6 separate regions of the Mus musculus genome follow, and regions 2, 3, 4, 5 and 6 are each linked to region 1. Evidence: chromatin contacts called from public promoter capture Hi-C data. All regions are on one chromosome and are shown on one strand. The core of a region is the stretch at or near the end of the contact, and the rest is flanking DNA. Distances in the headings are between cores, read along the strand shown. Region 1 holds the start of Ankrd24 (ankyrin repeat domain 24). Region 2 holds the start of Palm (paralemmin). Region 3 holds the start of Elane (elastase, neutrophil expressed). Region 4 holds the start of 1700028I16Rik (RIKEN cDNA 1700028I16 gene). Region 5 holds the start of Nfyb (nuclear transcription factor-Y beta). Region 6 holds the start of Glt8d2 (glycosyltransferase 8 domain containing 2).

Region 1 (2,507 bases), core at 5-2,504:
TGTGGGCGATCAACGAGGCCACTCTGGCCACATCGTTGTTCTCCACTGCCTGGAGCAGTCGCTGGTCACTTTTGCCCCAGTCTTGGCCCTGCGGTGGCACACCCAGAGGTGCGAGGGACTGAGTGGGTCGATGTCCTTTCCCCACCAAGGAACAGGGGCAGTTGCTCCGGGCTCTCCCCACCCACCCCTGAGCACTTGCCTGGCGCCTGCCTCTGGCTGCGGGTTTTGGGATAGGGCACCGGCCACAGGGTGGGCAGGAGCTGAGGTCGGTGGGGCTGAGCCGGAGCTGTGGGATAGGTGGTCCTGGGCTGGGGGCCTCAGACAGTGTCTCTGAAACCTGCACCCCCCAGCGTGTGATCCAGGCCCACCACCAGGGCAGCTTCCAGATATCAATCCTCCTCAAACCACCTGTGTGTGCCTTAATCCAAAGCCAGTTTTGAAAGACAGGGTACAACTTTTTTTTTTTTTTTTTTTTTTTTTAAATAGCATGTCTCTTATGTAGACCAGGGTAGCCTGAAAGTCACAGAAATCTCCCAAAGTGCGAGGATTTCAATGATCCAGCTTTGTTTTTGTTTTTTGAGTCAGGGCCTCAAGTAGCCTAGGCTGCTGTCAAACTCCCTGGGAGTCAGGATGACCTTGAATTCCTGAACTTCCTGCCTCCCAGTCCTCGAGGCTGGGGTGACAGGTGTGGAACATCACACCTGGTTTATGTAGTGCTGGGCATGGAAGCCAGGGCTTGGTGGTGCCAAGCTCCTCGTTCACAATTATTTTACTGTCTTAGTTTTTTTGAGACTGGGTGTAACTAAAATTAAAGATCCCCTGCCTTAGCCTCCGAATGCTGGGATGACTGGCCTTTTCCAAACTATCCTCCAGCGCCCAGAACCTCGCTCCGTCCTTCACAGCTGCTCAGCCAAGACCATCGCCCCCAGGTAGCATCAAGGCCTGGCCAGCAGAACTGCAGCCGCTAATGTTTTTAAACTCACTGCCCAGGAACATGGACAGTTCCTGAGTCACTCACTGTCCACAGTGTCCTCCAAGACCTGCATCCCGCAACGGCCTGCTGACCCCACGCCTGCACAGACACGCCTGCCCTCAACACCGCCCTCCACTTCCCGCCCAGGCTCTACAGGCGCCCCGCCCTCTGCCGAACTTCTTTCTAGGAAAGAGGGGAAGGCGCAGAGGGACCCAAACGCCTACCGCGAAGGAGGCAGCAGCACACAGGCACAGCTGCTTCATGGCGAACCGCAGGAGGGCGGGGCCAGATCAGACCACGCCTACCTCCTCAGACACGGGGCTCTGCCCTCCTCCTGTGGCACACCTCTTCTCCAGACTCAGCACCCTTCCTCACCAGGCTCAGGCACAGAGCCCGCCCAGCTTCCCCCTAGATTTCAGGCCCCTCCCACCTCTTCCACGAAAGCTCAGGGCCCGCTCACATCCGTTCTAAGTTCCAGGTTACTCCCATTTTCCCCAGGCCCGCTCGCCCGCTGCTATATAGTGCTCTCTTCCCCACCACCCCACTCCTGCACCGACACGCTCCATCCCGCTGAAAAGGCTCCGCCCCGCAACTCCATGATGGTCCCTATCGGGTGTCAGCCCGCTAACTCCTCACCTCCAGCTCACCTTACTTACAATGATGGACATCATTCATTCAGCCATCACCTTCCAGTCTTCATTCATTCATACATTTATGCCTATCTTTTCATTCATTCATTCGTTCATCCATCGTTTCACACATTCACTCTCTCCAACAGTCATTATTCGCACTTTGCTAATGTTTTCATTCACCCATTCGCTCATTAATTTCCTCACCACCCATTTACTAACGTCTTTTCATGGGCAAATGCATTGGCTTACTCATCCCTTCATTCACGCACACATCCTCTCACCCATTCACTCCTCCAACCTACCTGTCCACCCATCTACTCTTTCATTATTTACTTCGCTCCAGTAGCTCTCAAGTCTCACTCCAAACTTGAATCCCAGGTCTGCCTCGCCATTATCCACCTATGGGACTGACCTAGACCTCACCTGTTGGAGCCTCCGCCCTCCTCATATGTGCAATGGGGTTTCACATAGACTTTCCAGACACAGCTCCGGAGGGCCGTGCAGAGGCTGAGCAGAACGCACCGCCCTGCACAACAGGCCTGGTACACCATGAGTACACAATAAGAACTGCATTTCATTCTTCAGGCACATGCATCTGGACCTGTGCACAGCTTCCAGGCTGGGTCAGAGGAATCTTTAGATCAACTGGAAGTGGGGGTTGCAACCCCCGTTTCTGGCTCTAAGGTGTGTGGGCACTTGTCTGCCTTGCCTGAAATTAGAGCCCTCTATGCAGGACCCACAAAATATCCCTGGGCCACAGCCTGAGACTCTTCTGTTCTACATTTATCAAGTGACTGCGGAATGACTTTCTAGCTCTCTGGCTTCTGTGCATGTAAGTTGGCACTGTAGAAGCTGTCTTGGAGACGGAGCAGCAGGCAGGGACACACGACAGGAGCTGTGGG
Region 2 (2,507 bases), core at 3-2,502, 1.8 Mb after region 1:
GGCCAGGGAAGGATGTGACAGCTCCCACCCATCGGAGGGTGTGGCGGGTCACGGGTTAATCCCAAGAGGAAAGTTGTCTTGCACAAAACACACCCAGAGAGGGAAGGGCAGGGGGAGCGGTCACCAGCCAAGTCGGGCTGGCCAGACTGCTCTGTCCCAGCCCTGGCTTCGGTAAGGACAGGCTCCCTGTGTGGGATGCCCCAAGACACCAAGCAGGCAGATTTGTGACCTAGAAGATGTTTTCCTACCACCAGGCTTGTCAAGCACCCCTAGACCACCTATCTTTCCCACCTGTGGGAGTAAGGGGCTTGGGGGACACCCTCACGTTGCCCAGAGCGGGCTGCATGCCTGAACGGGCCCCGGTGCGTATGAAATCTTCCACTGCCCATCGCTTCGCAAACCCACACAAACAGACCCCAGCTCACTCAGACTAGGTTTGGGGACTGGGTTCCACCATCATTTTCAACCTCAGTCAGCCACTCCTTTGAGTCACACCATCTGGTCCCCGCTTTTTCTGGGAAGGGGGAGGGGATACTCTTAGAGGGAAAGGGGGAAATCTGATTAAAGCTTCTGTCAGGGAACCGCCCGCCTAGCTCTCCACAGAAATCTACCTCTCCAGCCAGTGGCAACTCAGGACATCTAAGGGGTCGGAATTGGTTTGGCCAAGAGGCTGCGGACCCAGAAGAGGCCACGAGGAGGGCAGAGCGCAGGAAGGACCGACAGAAGCGCCAGGAGCAGCAAGCCGAAGCTGGGGGAGGGGAAGCGGGGAGCACCCAGCCTCTTGAGTAAGGGTCCCATTACTTCCGAAGTCCCGCAGCCTCTTGGGGGGGGGGCGCCCACCCACAGGTGGCCCAGCTTGGATAAAGGGTCTTGCGCGCGCGTGGGCCTCTCTCCTTTGCATCCTGCAAGAGATGTGTGGTGCAACCCAGGTGCCCCCCCCTCCAGCTTGATTGGGGACCAGGCCTGGAGTGCGCGGCCCAGCTCGATCCTTCCCTTTTGCAGCTGGGCACGGTCTCCCCGCGTCGCCTCTAGGTTCCCCGTTGGGGGCCTGGGGCGTCAGAGCGCGCGCGGCCGGGTACTCACTCCATCTCCCGCGAGGTCCGTGGGCGGTGCAGCGCGGGGCAGGGCCGACTCTAGGGCCTGGCGGCCGGGGCTGTGCGGCGCGGGGGCGGCACCGGGGCGGGCATCGTCCCCAGCGCGCCGGGTATTGTCCGGGCGCGGCCGGGTGGGCTCGTGTGCGCGCCGCCTCTGCGCGTTCCCTGTATCCCTCGCGCCCGCGCGCGCCTCCTGCTGGCCGCAGACGCTCCGCACCGCGCAGCTGCACCCCAAAACGTCGCAGAGATCCCGGACCCAGTCACCCTGAGTTCTCCATGGAATGAAAGGAGTCCTGATATAGTTTAGGGCCCCAAGTCGGACCCCCGACCCGCGAGAGAGCCACAGCAGCAGCTCTTGAGGGGGTTCAGTTCCTGCACGAGGCCCAGCCTGGGCCAATGGCTGGATATGGTTTACTGAACTCAGGAGTTTAGTCAGCCCTGTGATGCTGCCAGACTGAGCAAAGGGGTATTGGGTGAACTTAGACTTTGTTCCCAGGGCACTGGAGAGCCACAGTAAGAAAGACATAGGGCCTGTCTCCCTCAGAGAGTGCACCATGTGACTTTCTGCCTGGACTGCAGCTCCTTGGCCTTAGACACTCACTGGGCCTTGGGGCAGCGCAGGGAGAGTGAGTCACAAAATTCGCTTCTCTGATAGAGTCGTTGTCCTTTGGTTTGGTTTTGGAGACTGTATGCTCACTTTGTGTGCACGTGGAGGTCCCAGGACATCTTCCACTGCCTTCCTGCCAAGCCACCCACTTTCCCTTGGACTTCTTTTGAAATTATGTAGACTAATATGTAGACTAGGCTGTCCTGAAAGTACCCACTGCCTTAGCCAGGCCTGCACCACCACACCTATCTTCCCTGGGTTTGGATCTGGGCTCACCGGTATAGTGGTGTGTGATTCTGTGTCTGTTTCTCAGCCTTTTCACCTCTCTGCCCATCCCACCTCCTCAGATGCTAGAGGGCTAACGGTGTCGTCTCACCTGGACACACTGAGGGTCAGGCGAACTTTTCAGATAAAAGGCCAGATAGTAAACACTGCCAGCATTGTTGGCCAGGTGGTTTGTGTTGCAAGGACAGTACACTTATCATGAACACCAGAGGAGCTGGAGGAGATCTGTGAAGTGGTTCTGTGTCAATAAAACTTTATCAACATTGATGGGCTCTATGCTGTGTGTCAATAAAACTTTACTGACAAAGACAGGCTGAATGCTATATTTTGCTGAGCCTGCATTATTAGATGCTCAGACTGACAGCTGGTATCTTCCATGTTCCTGGACCACTGTCTTTTCAGTCAAAAGAGAATGACTGAGTTCTTACTGTATGCTCTGGGGATTCAGGACACTATCTTTGTCTCCTAAGCAAGTGAGTTAAGATTTAGGGCTGGTGAGATGGCTCAGTGGGTAAGAGCAC
Region 3 (2,507 bases), core at 3-2,502, 1.7 Mb after region 1:
ACAGTGGAAGACACGGGGGGGGGGGGGGGGGGGAGGCATAGAACACCAAGAAGTCACAGAGCACAGTTTATAAGAACCCTCCCCACTTTCCTTAGTACCTGACCATCAAGTGGTGAAAAAATTTAAGAACTAGAGGAAGACGTGAGTATTTTCCAAGAGTTCCCCAAGCTTCAGGGTCAGTGTGTGGAAAGGCACAAATAAGAGTTTGTTGGTTGAATACTGCTCAGAGCTTTCTGTATATTATCTCATTTAAGCCTTCAACATTCAGCCCACAGAATAGTTAATTCTCCACTGTGCTGAGCTGGAAACAGGCTCAGAGGGTGATGACTGCAGTTGACCCAGTGTGTACCTGTCCTGCAGCCTGTTCTGCAGTGCACTCTCCCTAAGCTGACCTCGGGACCTTTGCACGAGGCTCAGGTTCCTGAACTGGCAGGCCCACCTGGATAATCACAATGTCGTTCAGCAGTTGTGATGGGTCAAAGCCATTCTCGAAGATCCGCTGCACAGAGAAGGTCTGTCGAGTGCGCTCCTGTCGCCGCAGGTCATGGGCTCCCAGCACTACCTGCACTGACCGGAAATTTCTAAGGGCAATGGAGAGGGAAGGAGAATTATTGGGAATGCCCACCTGACCTCTTGACCCCAGTCTGACCCGCATGGACATTGAGGGCTAAGAGGGGAAGGAAGGGGACTCACAGGCCGTTCACACAGTGGGCTGCTGACATGACGAAGTTCCTGGCAATGAGGGTGGCACCACAGAAATGACCTCCACGCCTCTGCAGGGATGCCATGAAGGGCCAAGCATGGGGCCGGGCCGGCCGGCCACCAACAATCTCTGAGGCCAGTGCTGGGCCTGAGAACACACAAAGAAGAGTGAGCCCTGAGCTGCTGGGGCCCTCAGTGAGAACTCACAAGGCTGGCTAGGGAAACTGAGGCAGAGAAAAGACAAGGGACCTAGCCCAGGTTGCCCTTAGACTTGAGACCCAGTGCCTTCACAGTAACCACCCTCAGGCTTAGAACCCCAGTTTCCTTAGAAACCCAGTTTCCTGATCGTGGCTTTGCCATTATAAACCTTCACATCTTTTCCTGGGGTCCTGGCAGATGTGCAAGTAGATGAAAGAGATGGACCAGAGGTCAGAAGGGTGGACATGTGTCTGTTTGCACTCACCACCCAGGAACAATGCCAGTAGCATGGCAGCCAGAGTCCGGCTGGATAGTCTGCCAAGGGCCATGGTGGGCTGTGTTCTCGCGGCTCCCCACATCCCTACCTAACAGCCATACTTATAGCTGGAACCAGAGGCCGTTGTATTGCCCCATCCTGGCCACAGCCCTACTTCCTCCCTGGGACACGACAGTGGGGGTGTCATGGAGAGATGTGTGCCCCTCAGGGTCTCCATGTCAGCATCATCCATGCTGCTGAATACCAATGAAAACTCAGCAGACATCCATCTTCTTTTTTTTTTTTTTTTTGGTTTTTTTCTTTTTGGTTTTTCGAGACAGGGTTTCTCTGTATAGCCCTGGCTGCCCTGAAACTCACTTTGTAGATCAGGCTGGCCTCGAACTCAGAAATCCACCTGCCTCTGCCTCCTTCTTTTCTTTTTTTTAAAAATGGGATCTCAAAAAAAAAAAAAAAAAAAAAAAAAAAGAGCCGGGCTTGGTAGCGCACACCTTTAATCCCAGCACTCGGGAGGCAGAGGCAGGCAGATTTCTGAGTTCGAGGCCAGCCTGGTCTACAAAGTGAGTTCCAGGCCAAGGCTATACAGAGAAACCCTGTCTTGAAAAACAAAAACAAAAAAACAAAAAAAAAACAAAAAACAAAAAAAACTTAGGGCCAGGTAGTGGTGGCATGTACCTTTAAAATCAGTACCAGCGAGGCAGAGGCAGAGGCAGGTGGAGCTCTGTGAGTTTGAGGCCAGCCTGGTCTACAGATCTAGTTCCAGGATAACCAGGGCTAGACAAAGAAACCCTATCTCAAAATTAAATAAGTAAATAAATATATAAACAAACAAACAAAATCTCACGTAGCCCAGGCTAGTCTCAAACCCTTAATCCCCCTGCTTCCACCTCGTGAGTGCTGGGATGATGGTGAGCACCTCCGTGCCCACTTGGTGCCCTAATCTACAACTTATATCTGAAGGCCAATCTCTCTGCCTCAGTTTACCTCAGGTATAGTAATAACAGCAACACATACCTATAAAAGAGTTTCTGTGTGTGTGCATGTGTGTGTGAATATATGTGTGCATGAGTGTGTGTGTAGCCAGACTTGCCTGGAACTCACAGAGATCCACCTGCCTCTGCCTCCTCAGTGCTGGGACTAAGGGTGTGAACATCTATTCCCAGGACAGTGGGTCTTTTTAACCTGGGGTTCAGGACTAGACAGCACATGGCAGCCAGCTCAGCCCCTAATTTATGGCTTGCTCCTCATGACACACGGTCCTGCCTGACCTTATCCAAGCCTGGCACCCATGAGAAGGAAGTGCTGTCCTCAGCAGTTGCCTGAGTGTGGTTGC
Region 4 (2,507 bases), core at 5-2,504, 1.2 Mb before region 1:
CTGAGTTCGAGGCCAGCCTGGTCTACAGAGTGAGTTCCAGGACAGCCACAGCTACACAGAGAAACCCTGTCTCGAAAAACCAAAATAAATAAATACCCCCCCCAAAAAAACAAACAAAAACTAGTTAAGAGGGCTAGAGAGATGGCTCGGTGGTTAAGAGCACTGACTGCTTTTCCAGAGGTTCTGTGTTCAATTCCCAGTAACTACATAGTGGTTTACAACCATCTGTAATGGGATCTGATGCCCTCTTCTGGTGTATCTGAAGACAGCTACAGTGTACTCATATACATAAAATAAATAAATCTTAAAAAACAACAAAAAGCAAACAAACAAACAAAAAAAAAAAACCACCTAGTAAGAGTAGGTGCCTCACAGAAATCGATTTAGAACACATCTCCAACTCCCTCGTGATAAGTGAGAAGAAACTGAAGCGATGGCCACAGGAGCTATCCACCCTTCACGCGGGTACTGTCCTATCCCTCCGAAGACCTCCCCTTCCCCATCATAAGCGCTCTTCTAGGTCCTCTGCCTTCCTGTCCTTCCCTGGGGCTCCCTGACCTGGAATGCAGGGAAGGACCCTGCGCCAGACACCCTACCAACCTTCCCTCATCAGCTATGCATCCCACGTGGGGCGAGCCCCTATCTCACCATCTCGGCAGAAGCCAGGGTTCAGTGTTTTATTTCCCTTTGGGACCTATAAAGGATGTGGGGGAGGCCGTGTAACCAATGATCACAGCCAGAGACCTACAGCCCAATGGCATCGGCTTGGGTCCCAGCTCTGCCACTCTGGCCTGGGTAACTTGGGGAGTAACTTGGCTTATATTTCTACCTGTTTATAAAGTATCTTTTTAAACCCCCAAAAAACAGCCAGGCGTGGTGGCGCACGCCTTTAATCCCAGCACTCGGGAGGCAGAGGCAGGCAGATTTCTGAGTGAGCAAGTTTCCTAACTTCTTGGAGCGTCGGTTTCTTCACCTGTAAAATGGGGGTTACTTGAAACCATCGCGGGAGATGCTTACACGGGTCTGGGGCGGCGAGAGGTCGGGCGGGCGAGCTTGTGGAGCCACCAACGCCCTTGAGAACCTGCGGCTGAGGCAGGGCGGCCCGTTGGCGACCTGTGCCCCTCTCCGCTCCGGCCCAGCAGCCGACTCCTCGGAAGCTCCGGGAGGGCAGTGCCGGGCTGCTCGAGAGCAAGGAGGAGCGCGCTGCCGGGGCAGCGTGGACAGGCGCTGCTCGGCCGTACCTGACACACCCTCGCCGCTCCTGCCCTCCGCGCCTCCGGTCCCCCTCCTCCTTGCTCTCGAGCAGCCCGGCACGCGAGGGGGGTGGGGGGCGGTCCACGCGCGCGGGAGGAGGAGGAGGATGGCGAGCGGAGGGCGCGCGCCCCCTGCCGGCCAGGGAAGAGATAAGCGATGGGCCGCGCCAACAGAGCTAGCCTGAAGAGGGAGAGGAGGAGAGTATTGGGATGGAGATGGGAGTGAGGGTGGGGTGGGGGTGGGGGGGGTGAGGATGAGGATGGGAGTGGGCGAGGATGGGGATGGGTGTGGGAGAGGATGGGGGTTGGGAGCAGCTTGCTTTTCCGTGGATCTCATACACTTGTTTGTTTTCTTTGACTTTTTAAAAATGTGTAGGTAGCCCACAGGTGTCATGGTTAATGTCGAGGTCATATGGAGGTCAGAGGACAACTCAAGCCAGCCGGTAGTGGCACATCCAGGCCTTTAATCCCAGTACTAGAGGGAGGCAGAGGCAGGTGGGTCTCTGTAAATTCAAGCCAGCCTGGTCTACAGAGAGAAACCCTGTCTTGTAAAAACAAAACAGAAAACTCAGGGATCAGTTTTCTCCTTCCATCATGTGGGTCCTGGGGATCAAACTAAAACTCATCTCCTGAGGTTTGATGGCAAGCACCTTTATACTGAGCCGTGCCTCTGGATGCTTTTTACTAATATGTTTGTGGTTTTTGAGGTAGGGTCTTGTGTCTAACCAGGGCTCACCTGGAAACTTGCTAAACTGTTTGGTAACCGAGTTTTGCTTTAGTTCTTTAGTTTGGTTCTAAAGAACTTGGGACCACTCTGCTCCCACAGCCTTATCTGGCAATGGGTAGTGGGGTAATTTGCCATCCTGCCATGCTGCTTTTGAAAAATAAGCTGCCTTTTTTTTTAAGGTTTTATTTATTGAGACAGAGTTTATGTAGTGCCCAGGCTGACCTTAAATTAAGGAGCCTCTGTTTTTTGCCCCGTGTGTGCTATATGACATACACACACACACACACACACACACACACACACACACACATATATATATATATGTATACATATATATATATACAGATAGGCATGCACTGCTATGTTTACTCTTGATTTTATTCTTCCTTCCCCTGTGTGTGTATGTATGTGTGTGTGGGGTTACACATGTGTGCCTGAACACATGGGCAGATAGCATCTCGAACCTGTAAGAGTTTTCCTTGCATTGCTGAAACCCACCTACGTATCTAGTAAGGTCTTGATTTATG
Region 5 (2,507 bases), core at 5-2,504, 1.1 Mb before region 1:
TTCTTGCTTCCTTATTTACCTGAGAAATATTTATTTATTCTAGACACAGCGGGATATCAATAAATAACATATTTCAATCTTTCTGTATACTTTATGCACATACTTATATGGAATATACACCCAAACACCTTTTTTTCTTTTTTTGAGATACAGTCCGATTATGTAGCCCAGGCTGGACGTGAACACACACACTAGGGAGCCCAAGATGGTCTGGAATTTCCAATCTTCCTGTTTGTGTCTCCCCAGTCATGGGTTTAAAAGGCATAAGCCACAACACCAGGGCCTTCTATAATTATTACTACTACAGTTTCTGTTTCTTCAGACAGGGTTTCTCTGTGTAGCCTTGGTGTACTGGAACTCACTCTGTAGACCAGGCTGGCCTTGAGATTTGCCTCCCTTGTCTTGGAATTAAAGGCGTGCACCTGCCTGACCCAGCCATACTATTATTTCTAAAGACAGGGTCTTAATGTATCTCTGGCTGACCTAGAACTTTCAGTCTTGCTTACTTATCCTTGTTAAGTCCTAGGACAATAATTTTCCATCTATCTGGGTGCAGGTATCCTGCAGTACTTTGCAGTGGCTGGCCATGCAGGACATTTTGGATCACCACCACAAGGGAGAATGGTAGCCAAGGGACATTTGATCCAGATTTCAGTGAGGCCGACAGGGAAGGCCTTAAATGCACAGAGGCCATGAGTTTTTGCAGCCCAGTGTTATCTGGTTGGGAAATGAGCACTTTAGGTAGTAAGCCAACTTGGTAGGGCAGACCTAACACCAGAACACAGCACCAGGGTACAGGGTGGAAGTCGGCTGGGACAGCCTACCTGTTAAACTTGGAGGAAGGGGATGGTGTGCTAAAATGAAAAACTAACATCTTTGTTCACTGTGACTTGAGAGGGAACGCTGTGTGCCTGAGGTGGCTTGGAGGGATACCTAGAAAACATTAGGTGCCTAAAGCATTCTGGAAAGTAGCTCAGGTGTAGATCCCCTCCGGGGCTGAACTCAGGCGGGCGAGACGCTGGTTAGTGGGGAAGGAGGAGCTGGAAGGAGAAAGAAGCCAGAGCAAGCCTTTCCGCGTGGAGCTCTGGATGAGAACGCCGGCCTCTCGGACGCCCTGAAGAGCGAACATCCAGAGCCCGCCCGCGCGCTTTTACGGACCGCGCGCCTTGCTCAGAGGCTCCGGGGCGGGGCCGGGGGCGGACCGGGGCGTGGCCTCGGGCGCGGGCGTCGCGGAGGGAGGGTGTCACGTAGAGGGAAGCGGCCCGCGGCGGAGGGAGGGGAGGCCGAGTCCTGGAAGTGGAGCTCCGCGCTGGGACTGGTTCCTTCGCAGCCATTTTCTGTCCAACCAAACAGCCGATTGGAGACGGGAGCCAACCAGGGCTGCATTGGAGGTTTGTGTCTCGCTTCGGCCAATGATCGCTCCTAAACCGACTCCACTTTAGCTCGAATGAAATGTCCGTCTCCTCCCGGCGCCGTCCCCGCCGCCAACGCCGCGGCGGTCGGGGGCACTCGCAGTCCGCAGTCTTCGGGCGGGCCGGGCCTCCGGGCGAGGCCGCTGTGCTTCGGGCCGGGCCGGGCCGGGCCGGGCGCGGGGCGGCGGGCGCTTTGTGCGCGGGGCCGCGAGCCGCGGTCGGGCTGGGCCGGGCGGCTGCGGGGCTCTCGCGGCGGCAGCCCCGGGCCGGCTCCATTTTGTCCGGGGAGCCGGCGGGCGGGGAACGCTGCGCCCCGGAGCGGCCGCTTTGTCTCCCGCATCCCGCCGGCGGCGGGCGTTGGGCACGGGCGGCGGGGGGATGCGCTCCGCGGGGCCGCCCGGGCACCTGCGAGCCGAGGCGGCGGGTCCCTGCGAGGAACGAGCGGCCTGGCGGGCCCCCGGCCCGCTCCGCGCCTACAGCATGCAGCCATCTGGCGCCTGGCTCGCCCCGGACTTGCCCCGAAGGTGGGAAGGGAGCCTTGGAGGTTGCACGGAGGTTTCAGTCACCCGTGCTGGGGGGGCGGGAGGGTCTGCGAGAACAAAGAATTTACGGAGCACCCGCAGATCCTTTCATGCCTAAAGTCTAGAAGAGGGCTGTTTGATGTAGACAAGGTTAGGTAGCAGACGACCTTTAAAAAAAATGGCATCCCGCTAATCTTCACAGACCCTAGTTTTTGTAGATGGTGCCACAAATCACCCGAGTGGCTTCAGCTCTCAGTAAGGAAACTAATCGGTAACAGAAAGTGATGGCTCAACTGGTCAGTAGTAGTGGCATTAATAAATAGGAGCTTTATGGATGAGATACTGAGAGTTTAACCAGAATTCCTTTAAAGGCAAATGATTCCTCCTCTGCACTGCTCTTTGTAGCTTAATTTAAGGATTCTATCGATGCAAAGCTGTGGTTGTCGATGCCAAAGAAAGGAGGTTGGAGGAAGGGAATCTGCTTTTCTTGGATACAGATTTGCATTTCTTCAAACACCAAGCAGATGTATGCATTCCCTTGAGCTATTACACAGATTATAACCTGCCCTGAAGA
Region 6 (2,507 bases), core at 4-2,503, 1.1 Mb before region 1:
TGAAACTCATGCCAATCATCCACTTATCCAATAGTAGAATAATTCAATGCCAGGCATCCTCTTGAGTAGATGAGAGGTACAGATGAGGTGATCTTGGGAGTGAACTGAACTGAACAGGCATCAGCCTACAGTCCTGTTTGTGGTACTGCCTTGGGACCTGTCTGAGGGACCACTCTACCACATCTGATACCCTCATGAGTGGGCAATGTGACTCCCAGAAGGCATGGTTATCAAATGAAAATCCCAGGCATGTGATAACACCCTATGAGTCAATGGTTATGGGAGGCCAGAGTCTCCCCAAACGATACGAACTATGACAACTGCATTGAGTGCTAAGCGCTAATCTGGACTCTATATCAACTCTTCGTCTCTATGTGAGGCTCAAGGAATATCACAGAAGAGAAGGCTGAAAGAATTTAAAACTTGGAAAATTGTGGCCGTGGTTAAGAGCACTTGCTGCTCTTTCAGAGGACCCAAATTTGGCTGGAATCTGAAATGTGGAGCAAAATTTAGCTTACCTAACACACTGAGAGAACAAAATGAAGCAGAAGGTATGAATCTGTTTTTATCAATGTTCAAAGTTCCATGTGATTGGAAGGAAGTGACTGCTTGTGATGGAGGCAGCCATCGAGGAGTTCCTTATGAAAGTTAGAGAGAAGCCATTGTGGAATATGTTCCATGATCCTGGGCAAAGCTCTGGTACCATTCCTACATTTCTGGGGATCAACTGCAAAACCACAGAACAGCAGTGTTGCCACCAAGTCTGCCCCCTGACTGATGCCTCTCCCCTCCAGAGGGAATACACCCCACCTGGAAGCTTCTGTCTTTATCACAGCCTCAATAAAAGACGATGGTTGTCTGAGACATGATTTGCCATGGTAACATTTCAACACACAGGAGATTTCAAAGATTCTCAGCAAGAACCTGGCTGAAATTAGAAATTTACACTAGACGCACGACGGTATAAATTCACTTTCCAAACATTTGTTCTTCCCTAGGTTTGCAGCTTTTACTCCAGAACAGCCCTGTTTTGCTGAGAGTTTCACACGCAGACTGCAAGAGAAAGCCGAGAGAGGAAGTCTGCCCCAGCCAGCCAACCTGCCCTGCCTTCAGGACGAGCACATCTGGAAGCGTTTCAGGAGCAGCCTCTGCCTGCACAAGGCTTGGGTTCCCAGAGGCTGCAGGAGTGGAAGAAACCCGAGCCATTCAGGCAACGCAAGCGCAAGCGGAGGTGGGTGTGGACGGCTGAGGCACACTCAGGGCTCGCAAGCCATTTGGGATTTCCAATGGGATCTGGGAAGCAGCTGAAGCAACAGGCAGCTTAGTGGTCCCGCGAGGCCAGCCGCAGTTTGAATGCTCAGCTCTGCAGCGGTTCTGGACCAAGTTGCCCAAAGCCTACCCTCACATCCATCAGGTAAATACAGCAATTACAAGCAAGATAATCTTTCCATTTCACCCTTTCTGTCTACACCACTTGTTTATTTTGCTGTGAACTCAGAGAAGTAACTCGGAGGAGGCAGACTGCCCCCTTCACAGCCTCAGCCTCCAGAAGCCCCCTAGTTTGTAATGTAACATCGTAAAGAACCTTTCTATTGCAGCAAACCCAAGACGCTCACTGTATAAGCTTTTCACATCTTGCTATTTTTGCAGAGCAGAGGCTAGCCCTATTCTCCCATCTCTGCCCTAATGGTGATTTGTTTGTTCGTTTGCATTGGATTTTAAGTTGCATTGGGGATCAGGAGTTAGACATGACAGAGATCAGTGTTCGCATTTAATGTGAGTCTGTTTCTGAGCCAAAATGACATAACTGAGTTATGATTCATGTTTTTGGAATCTGTCCTGAGAAACTCTTCAGGGGCCTCCATACCCAATAAGAGAACTGGCAGTTAATTCTGTGGTTTTGTTGTGGTATGGGAGTCACAGTGTTTGATTTAGCATCCAAAGACGCAGGATGTTTGTCCTATGCAGCCTGCTGGCCAATAGGACGCTGGTGGGTTGGTTTTGCCTTTTTTTTTTTTTTTTTCTTCTCGAAATGTTTTGGTATTGCGCTTCTTCGAAATATCCTTTTGGTATTACATAATGGAATTCTAGTTCTCCCTCTGATACAGCCAACAACAGAGCTGTGCCCTACAGTAATGAAAGTGTGGGCTGTGTGCCACCTGGGAAGACTTTCATAAGCCTGATTCTGGTCATATCTCATCCATGTGCCTACATTTTCCTATCTGCAAAATGGAAATAAAGTGATACAATGTAACATGTGACACACAGATACAAAGTAAATGTGGCACATAGGGCCAGCTTCCCTGGCAATGCTGATAATGACAATGAAGGTCACAGAAGTGACACATGCTGAACTGGACAGGTCCCTGCCCCGGACATTCTGATGTTTTTGAGTGTTCCTCATCTCCCAACATGTTTTTTCCCCAGGACCCTGCTTTCTTCATCCTTCCACAATAATACCTAAACCCTCCATCTCTCTCTCTCTCTCTCTCTCTCTCTCTCTCTCT

The links. Promoter capture Hi-C pulls out the DNA fragments that hold promoters and counts their contacts.
Region 2: a contact with region 1 is called in a promoter capture Hi-C map of hippocampal neurons, with 9 times the contacts expected there. The contact joins the promoter of Palm here to the promoter of Ankrd24 in region 1. A contact is called at or near these places in 2 of 39 promoter capture datasets (hippocampal neurons and liver) and 1 of 9 other capture datasets (liver).
Region 3: a promoter capture Hi-C map of liver shows a contact between it and region 1, with 4 times the contacts expected there. The contact joins the promoter of Elane here to the promoter of Ankrd24 in region 1. A contact is called at or near these places in 2 of 39 promoter capture datasets (cranial neural crest and liver).
Region 4: a promoter capture Hi-C map of pre-B cells shows a contact between it and region 1, with 2.6 times the contacts expected there. The contact joins the promoter of 1700028I16Rik here to the promoter of Ankrd24 in region 1. A contact is called at or near these places in 6 of 39 promoter capture datasets (the C10 cell line, hippocampal neurons, liver and 1 more) and 1 of 115 datasets of contacts at active chromatin or transcription factors (embryonic stem cells).
Region 5: a contact with region 1 is called in a promoter capture Hi-C map of liver, with 5 times the contacts expected there. The contact joins the promoter of Nfyb here to the promoter of Ankrd24 in region 1. A contact is called at or near these places in 8 of 39 promoter capture datasets (the 3T3-L1 cell line, the C10 cell line, cranial neural crest and 4 more), 2 of 484 Hi-C or Micro-C datasets (B cells and group 2 innate lymphoid cells), 4 of 115 datasets of contacts at active chromatin or transcription factors (astrocytes, embryonic stem cells and pancreatic cancer cells) and 3 of 9 other capture datasets (adipose tissue, embryonic stem cells and macrophages).
Region 6: a contact with region 1 is called in a promoter capture Hi-C map of hippocampal neurons, with 4 times the contacts expected there. The contact joins the promoter of Glt8d2 here to the promoter of Ankrd24 in region 1. A contact is called at or near these places in 12 of 39 promoter capture datasets (the 3T3-L1 cell line, the C10 cell line, cranial neural crest and 8 more), 2 of 484 Hi-C or Micro-C datasets (B cells and bone marrow-derived macrophages) and 4 of 115 datasets of contacts at active chromatin or transcription factors (astrocytes, embryonic stem cells, pro-B cells and 1 more).

What each region holds. Positions count from the first base shown.
Region 1 is chr10:81,632,446-81,634,952 of GRCm38.p6, reverse strand. It overlaps Ankrd24 (ankyrin repeat domain 24), which reads right to left and starts at 1,254. Exons shown (of 20, transcript NM_001374016.1): 1 at 1,198-1,254; 2 at 200-286; 3 at 1-88. The coding sequence starts at 1,236.
Region 2 is chr10:79,792,317-79,794,823 of GRCm38.p6, reverse strand. It overlaps Palm (paralemmin), which reads right to left and starts at 1,252. Exons shown (of 9, transcript NM_023128.4): 1 at 1,084-1,252. The coding sequence starts at 1,088. It also overlaps a transcript of Prss57 not described here.
Region 3 is chr10:79,885,057-79,887,563 of GRCm38.p6, reverse strand. It overlaps Elane (elastase, neutrophil expressed), which reads right to left and starts at 1,252. Exons shown (of 5, transcript NM_015779.2): 1 at 1,166-1,252; 2 at 694-850; 3 at 440-581. The coding sequence starts at 1,229.
Region 4 is chr10:82,810,870-82,813,376 of GRCm38.p6, reverse strand. 1700028I16Rik (RIKEN cDNA 1700028I16 gene) reads right to left here and starts at 1,254. Exons shown (of 3, transcript NR_038042.1): 1 at 1,018-1,254.
Region 5 is chr10:82,762,888-82,765,394 of GRCm38.p6, reverse strand. Nfyb (nuclear transcription factor-Y beta) reads left to right here and starts at 1,254. Exons shown (of 8, transcript NM_010914.2): 1 at 1,254-1,391. It also overlaps a transcript of Hcfc2 not described here.
Region 6 is chr10:82,689,396-82,691,902 of GRCm38.p6, reverse strand. It overlaps Glt8d2 (glycosyltransferase 8 domain containing 2), which reads left to right and starts at 1,253. Exons shown (of 10, transcript NM_029102.3): 1 at 1,253-1,414.